Regions from separate parts of the Zea mays genome. Here region 1 is linked to region 2. Evidence: chromatin contacts called from public Hi-C data. All regions are on one chromosome and are shown on one strand. The core of a region is the stretch at or near the end of the contact, and the rest is flanking DNA. Distances in the headings are between cores, read along the strand shown.

Region 1 (4,108 bases), core at 1,333-3,832, 150 kb after region 2:
AGCAAAAAATATACTCTCTCTGTTTCAATTTAAATGTTGTTTTAACATTTTATTAGATTCAAACAATAATTAATATTTTATTAGATTCAAACAATAATTAATGTATGTGTTTTATATATGTGTCTAGGTTTATCATTATCTATTTTAATATAAATATAAAATCTAAGTGCTAAAACAAATTGTATTGTGGAACAGGGTAGTATTTTAGAACGGAGAGAGTATTAAAGTTATGGGGCTGTCTTTATTGTGTATGCTGATGCAAGATACAACTTCATTTTACTCTATGCGGTTCCTGTGATATAGTTTAGCATAGTGTGACTTTAATTTTTAAATTTTTTAATAAGATAACCCGATCAAACTTGATAACAAAATCCAAATAGATTGTAAATTGAGAGTTTGTTTTAAATTTGACATTTCATCACTTTATAAAGTTCAAATATAAGCCTATACGGGAGAATTGATTTTATATACCTCTATGTTATATTTCTACTTTCGAGTAAAATGTTCTTCCTCTCGCTTCTTGTCGGTAACTAGGAACTGGGTGTTCGAAGAAAGCCCAAAAGGCCTCTCAAAAGACGATCCACTAAATAACCAACACGCCCGCTGAGCAACCCGGCGAGGCGTGACTGTCGACCAACTCGTCCGTTAAGAAACCCGGTGAGACGGGATTGTCGACCAACCCGCTCGTCGAGCAACACTGCCGAGCAACTCAGCAAGGCAGGGCTGCCGATCAACCTGACTGCCGAGCAACACAGTAAGACGACAACCGACCTTCTCGCGAGCACATCTATAGGAGGGAAGAGCCAACCTAGTATTATTAAGCCACGTCGACACGATGAGACAAATCATTACCAAGCCATGTCTAAAATATGGGAGCAATACCGAAGGACCTTTGTCAAGCACGACGTCGAATACGTTATGGGGAGTATCTCCGCTGACCGGTGAGACCAGTTAAACCCAGTCGCGGGGACCTCAGTATCGAGGTCTCTACGGTGACCCACACACCAGAAGGGTTGGGGCAATACGTCGTACCATGCGTATATCTACGCATGCTGGAAAGTGACGCAGAGGGGATGACGAAAGATGAAGTTGTACTAAAGACGTCCCTAAACCTCACCGTAGGTCGACTCTGCGGGACCCACCAGGCACCACTACGTTTGCAACAGAATAGCTACATGAACTCGTATGGCGAACGAACAAGACGCATCGCCATACTAGGTGTACGACGGCGCATGACCCAGCAGATGACATCGTAGGAGCAACACCGCCCATAAGCAGGAGGTCGACCCTAATTGTAAAATCTACCCTTGAGCTATAAAAGGGCAAGACAACCCCATCTTCTACACACAAGCACTCAACTGTAAGATGCATCAAGCAATACTACGATCATTCGATCAATACTATACTGGACTAGGGCGTAAGTCTGAACCAGTATAACCCCTATCTCAGATCCACCTTCGAGCCCCCCGTGGCTCACCATTCAGAGTGAGTCCGCGTTAGCACCCCTGTCGAACACAAATCTTATTGTCCCCCGGTTTTCGAAACCACGACACTTCACTATTGTAAAAATGTAGCACTTATATATCTCCCACATATAGCCATATAGGTAACAACAATATGCAAATATATCACACACTATCATATTAGCTTATTTTTTTGATAGGGTACAACGACGCCACGGACACTCGCCACACCACAACCATACATATTAGCGAGGGTCCAATACACACATTAGAAAGAGATTGGGAGGCCTAAACTCCTAGTGCATGGAAAACATGTAGAACCACTAAACGTGCACGTGTGTGTAAACACTATCGGGAAAAAAACCCAAAGTAAGGCATGGGGTGTCGATCATGGGATCAAATCTGGTCGCTCGCACACCTGGTGAACTAACCAATTAGACTGCGGTCCAGTCCTAATGGGGCTCCAATAGTCCACTGACCCTCCCTTTGTCGGCTCCGGGGTGGAGCTGTGCTCCCCGGCCGACCGGCTTCAACGACGCCCCCTCGGGAGCCCTCCGCGGGTGGAGAGAGAAGATCTTCCCTTTGTTGATGGGGAGCTCTAATCTCCACATCCGTTAATTATTATGTTTAGTTACAAAATGAACCAGTTTACATATTAACAATTTGATAATAATATATATTACGGTACTACAAATATGGTAATATTTTTAAAACTTTGAAAATTAATATATAAAAGACAAATATTTCAGTTAAAGAGTAAAGATGAAACTGAATAGGGGAAATGGTTGCAGAGAAGGAGAAATAAGTAGAAAAATAGTTGAGGATGTATTTAAATATGAATAGAAATTACGAATAGTTGGAGTTGGGAGGAAAATGGTTGGAAATAGCTTTATATTAGTTTAATGGAGTTGGGAGGAAAATGGTTGGAAATAGCTTTATATTAAATTTAATTGATATGTACTAAAATTACAATTAATCGATTGGAATTCAATTCAATAGGTGGGAATCAGACATCTGTATCCAGGCGCACCGAGCAGTGTACGTCGTTTCTGAGCCTACAGCCTATGAAACAATTTTGCGAAGACTATTTTTATTTTTTGTAATGGCAAAAATTAAAATCTCTCGTACCAAAAAAAAAAAAAATCGTGCTCGGCACACGCAGGCGGCTCTCAGCGACGGAGGGGCAGACGCCAGACGGGCAGTCCCAGGTTCGGCGTCGTCGTCAGCGGCTCCCCCTCCTGCCAGTCGCCTCGCGCCTTCGCCTCCGGTCCTCCGCACACCTGCTGGCTGCCGGCGACTCTGCGTGCGCGCCTCCCGCTTCCCTTCCGCCTCCGCTGGACCGTCGACTGCGCCCTGCGCCAGCGGCCGCTGCTCCACCAAGGCGGTCGCGCCGCTTTGGGAACGCTTATGCCCCAAACTGAAGCGTTACCCGCTTAGCGCTGAAGCGTGCGCTTAGTGCAGCCTTTTGGAACCCTGGATCTGCCAGTACCTGTACTGGGTCCGCTCTTGCGCGAACCCTACTGTTTGGCTATTCGTATCCAGAATTCCAGATCTGATATAATTACTACGGTAATGTATACATTTGTATTTTTGGCAAATGTATACATGTGTTTTTACTACGGGACTGATTTGGTGGACAGGGTGATCCATGGGGAGTAATCCCCTTGCTATTTGCTATACACCAAATCAGCCCTAACTTCGTTTTTTTTTCTTCCAAACTTTATTGGCTATACATTTGTACACCCATGAACTAACTTTACTTAATCCGCCTGTGAACACGCAATGCTCCTCGTCAAGCTCGCTACATCAACATGAGGCTCAATAAGGTGGAAGTGAACCTTATAAGGCTGTTGGAGGCTGCTCCACGGCAGCAAAATCAGGCTAAACTTGTCTATGTATGTAAGAGTAGCTAATATTAATATCTTAGATAGTTTGGTTTTCATCCTGTGTAATTGATTTGAAGGAAAAGGAGGAAGTAGTGCAGCCTCATTCTGTTTCTTATTAGAGATTGAGAACAATCTCAGACTGTTCTGTTTTAGTATTAACATATGATGTCTATTCAAGTGCAGTATGTAACCACAGCGCGGGAGCTGTTGGAGCAGCTAGGAGCTGAGACAACACCAGAAGGGATATCAAGGTGCATCCTCAGCAATGGCATAGCATCCGAGTTTTTTTGGGGGATACTGATATACAGATTAGTCATGTGGTGGTTATTTGTGCTCCACCAAATGTTTCTTAAGGTTCCCTTGTTTGAACGAAAAAGGAAAATAATCTTCTATACGGCAGCGGCAAACAAAAACAGGAAACTATTATACATAAATCTTGAAACTGATCTTGATCATGAATCAGTATCACTATCCAATTTTTGGCAAACAAAAACAGGACACTATTAATACATAATCCACTTTTATGCATTTTGCATCAATGTAAAATCCTGAAACCTGTGCAGGGAGTATTAGTTGCCAGTTAAGAGTACATTCTGATAAGCCTTTTGCATTTTGCTGCTATTTCGATTTGTCTGATACTGGCATTGGGTTTTAATATTTTGTTAGGTCTTTATGACTTAACATTCTGAAGAGTGACAAAATGCTCCCAAAATGATAAGAATGAGGATCTAGGGCTTTAAGTGCTCCACGAACCTATCC
Region 2 (3,976 bases), core at 229-2,728:
TGCCGGCGTCAGACCCAACGGGCGCGCCGCCCGTCACCATGCCCATGGGCTGCATGACGATCTGTATCTCCGGGAAGATAGCGTACCTCTCCGTGACGGCGAAGTCATGCAGGAACGACGGCTGCCGCACTGAGAATATGGGCACGTCAGGGCCCTTGTTCCCGGCCCGGTCGAACCGGAAGTAGGTGACGAACGGCGGCACGGGGCCGTACCGGAACGCGAAGACCTCGCCAGTGACGGGGTCTTTCTTCGGGTGAGCGGTCATGCCCATGAAGAGACGGCCGCCGAAGTCGCACCGGCCGTGCGTGGTCACCTCGCCGGTGGCCGGGTCGACACGCACGGTGTACGGGAGATCCGACTCGCCAAGCGCGTAGAGGCGGCCGCCGAAGAAGACGAGGCTGGTGTTAGCGAGCCCCACGCCCTCGGCTGGGTTCATCTGCCCAGTGAGTACTCTGGCCGCCACGACGGCGCCGCGCGCCAGCCCAGCCACGCCGTGGAATCCGGAGAAGACGTTCGGCATGACCGGCGCTCCTGCGTCGCGCTCCACGAGGTACTTGTACGTCTGCACGTAGCGCGAGCACAGGACGGGGTCCGACGACGGCGACTCCGCCGTCGGGAGGAGGAGCGAGTGCAGCATGCCGTCGCCGTCGAAGAGGTGGTGCGGCCCACGCGGGAGGTGCTGGGGGTTGGGCCCGTTCCGGATGTAGGCCCCTCCGGCGAGGCAGCGCGGGATTGCGCCGCGCACGACGGGGCAGGGCGTCGGCGGCAGCTCGTCCACTGGCGCGAAGTTGGTCGACAGCACGTTCCGCGGGTCCACGGACGGTCGCAGCACCGGCGGGTCGACGAACGTGTTGATCGCCTCCTCCAACGCGCTGCAGAACGCCATCGGCAGGGACGTGATTGCCGGGGCAGGCCGGCGGCGAAGCTTAGCCCGAGACTGGCTCGACGCACTTGTTCTTGCAGTAGCAATTCTTGAAGTGTTAGTCTTGGCGGCCACGAGCTCTTCAAGCTCCTGTCGGCCGGCCTGCTTCGGAGCAGTGGACTGAACATTGTCAGTGGCAGGAGGGGAGATGACAACGGTGTCAGTTGCGGCGGCCGACGGCGGCGGAGACGGGGCGTTCTTCTTCTTCTTCCTGTAGCTGGAGTTGTGTGCAGCAGCAGAGGCCGCAGGAGAGATGTAGTGAACCCTCCGGGACGATCTTGAAGCATGTGCACTCATGGAGAGGTTAGAAGTGATCAGTGTTCTTTCCATTCTGCAACTTGTTGTAGATCGATGTGTATAGACTTGGATGAATCTGCTCACCAAATTTGTGTGATAGAAAGAAGCGCTTCTGATGTGGCATATATATGTGACTATATATAGCCTTAGCACCTGAGGATCTAGGAAGTGGAAGATACTATTCATAGATAGATAGATATTGTGGTTCATCCTTGTCGTGAAAATACGCTGCAGAAAGCGCATATATATTTTGGGACTCGGAGACATTTTGGAGTGCTACATTTTATATGTTGAAAAAGGCATGTGTAAAGGAAAAAAAAATTAAAGCAAACAAATCAAAAGCTCTAGTGTAAAAAACATCAGTTTCCACACGGTTCTACAGTCACCCTTGCCCTTCCTGCTTTATACAAAAATAAATCAAAATTATGTATAAATAGAAATTCACACCTTAGTTGTTGGCTTCTCATTCGACCTACCTAACAAATATGTTTGTGTTTTAATAAAATAAAGTTTACCTGTATAATATATAGAAACCCAATGCACGGACATCTGGATAGTATATTTAAAGTTACACACATGTGTGTTTTGTTTTACACTTCTATATATTTATGTGCCTGGTTTTTAATAATTTTAGGTTGTTATAATTAAATTGTTGATTTTAGAACCTATGATTTATCTGTCTGTCATATTTAATTTATAATCTATGATTTATCTTTCTTCCATAACAATTGTCTTTGTACCAACACAAATCAAAATTTCTTGGGTCATAATTTTGTTTCATATGATTTTTTTTGGAACTGAAAGTTACAGATTGCATCTATATAATCAGTATAAAATGTATGCAATAATCGTCACTTGAACTAAAGTTAATTAAGCGATCAAACAAATCGTGAATGAAACATTTGGCCAACGATCTAAATGTTTCATTCCGTCCCTAATTAGTACAGTATCATTTATATTCTCTATGGCAGGACAATTATTCTTTGTAACAATGATATAGGCATATAGCCCCAACTTCGGCTATTTCCATAAACAAAATGACACGAACAGAAACTTAGGTACATTCCTCTTGTTGATTTACCAAGGTTTGAGAGCATCTCTAAAATAAGTTCTATATTTGAGTCCTCAAAATTGAAATAAGATTTGATTTAAAGAGTTTAGGGCCAAAAAACATTTGCAGCTACAACAATTGAGGCATATATCATTATTAGTAAATAAATCATGTTATTTAGGAAATAAAAAAAATAGAAATAGTATACAAACGAGGATAGAGCTTCGGTAGATGGGTACTATATTTAGTACTCGAGAGGCCAAGCCATATAATGATTTGATGAATTTTAGTAAAATATAGTCCCTGTTGAAGTATGCTTTTGGTGGTAGAATCTTATATTTTAAAATAAAATCCAGGCTTGTTTGGTTTGCTACCTAATTTGGCACGTTTTGATTAAGTTTCCTGTTTAATATTATTTATTCGATTCGAACGATTAATCTTAGACAAAGTGAGACATAATTAGTCACAAACAAAGAGGTCTTAACTGTCATATCCTGGCCTTCTAATGGGAAAAGCAGCACATGTGCACCTGGGTGGATTTCCAGTCATACATCAGCATTCATTTTGGACGTGGATTTTGGGGCCCGCTGTCCATGTCGACTCTAAGGCTGTCTGCAGCGCACAGCGCTAAGCAGCCCTCTCCCCTTCGTAGAGGTCCCTTGACCGCGCAACAGTGCCCCCTATAAGCCACTCTTTCAAGCGGACCTCTTCTCTCTCCCTCAATCTAGCGTTTCACTATTCACCCCCTACGACACTGTGTTGTGGGTCCACGAGTAATTGTTAGTAGATAAAAAATTAATAGTTGGTATAGAAAATGATATTTTATAGTGGTAGTGAGATATAGGGGGAGTATTTAGGGGGAACCGTTGCGGGAGATGAAAGAATAGAGGGAAAACTAGGGGAAAAAGTGATATAGGGAGAAAAATTTAGGGGTAACGATTGCGGATAGCCTAAACCAAACTTTGCTTTCACTCCAACACGTAGCATCCTCTGCTGCTCCCTCCCGTATCAAAAAAAAAAAGGTTGTAGTATGATGGTACGCAAAAACGCAACAGAGTATCTCTGTCGCAAACCGGAGAACCACATGTATGGCGTGATTGCGACGGAGACGCGACGGGTGGAGAGCAGAGGATCACGGCCGGGAGTCGCCGTCGCCGTCGCCGTCGCCTCCACTTGTCTTCTCCATCCCGTCAGATTTACGAGACCCCATGCACCGATCCCCCTTTTTTCCACAATTCCAGTGTTCCACTGCACTCAATCCAAGAAGACGCGATTCAGATCTGCCATTTACGCGCACATATGCAAAGGGCTGTCGGTTAATCACTATACAATAAAAATCAGCGAGCGAACTGGATGTAATGCCGTCTCGTCTTCACGGCCAGAGGGCAGTGCGGTTGATGAGACAGCGACGGCGGCGACGGCGATACGCGGCAATATCTGTAACCGGTTGGTGGATAGGGCGACATGGGTCACCTGCGCTCCATGAGCACCGCTCGTTTGCGAGTAAAAAAAAAAATCCTCGTTGCTGCATGCCTTGTTCACAATAATCTGCAGGTTTTAGGTGGCGTTTGGTTCCTCATGCATTTTGAGAAGTTGAATACTGCACAGAGTGCATTATGAACCAAGACTCACGGACGGTGCATCTTATGCAAATAATCTGAGCTCCACCGGTTGCCGTAGTCGTGGTGCCCCGAATCCATTCAAGA

The links. Hi-C and Micro-C count contacts between places; a contact is called where the count stands out from the background.
Region 1: a Hi-C map of leaf shows a contact between it and region 2, with 2.5 times the contacts expected there. The contact joins the promoter of LOC100282041 here to the promoter of LOC103627610 in region 2. A contact is called at or near these places in 3 of 25 Hi-C or Micro-C datasets (leaf and tassel).

The regions. Positions count from the first base shown.
Region 1 is chr5:208,954,921-208,959,028 of Zm-B73-REFERENCE-NAM-5.0, forward strand. It overlaps LOC100282041 (cation cation antiporter), which reads left to right and starts at 2,583. Exons shown (of 8, transcript NM_001154954.1): 1 at 2,583-3,032; 2 at 3,261-3,358; 3 at 3,533-3,600. The coding sequence starts at 3,275.
Region 2 is chr5:208,807,494-208,811,469 of Zm-B73-REFERENCE-NAM-5.0, forward strand. It overlaps LOC103627610 (9-cis-epoxycarotenoid dioxygenase NCED1, chloroplastic), which reads right to left and starts at 1,479. Exons shown (of 1, transcript XM_008647905.4): 1 at 1-1,479. The coding sequence starts at 1,462.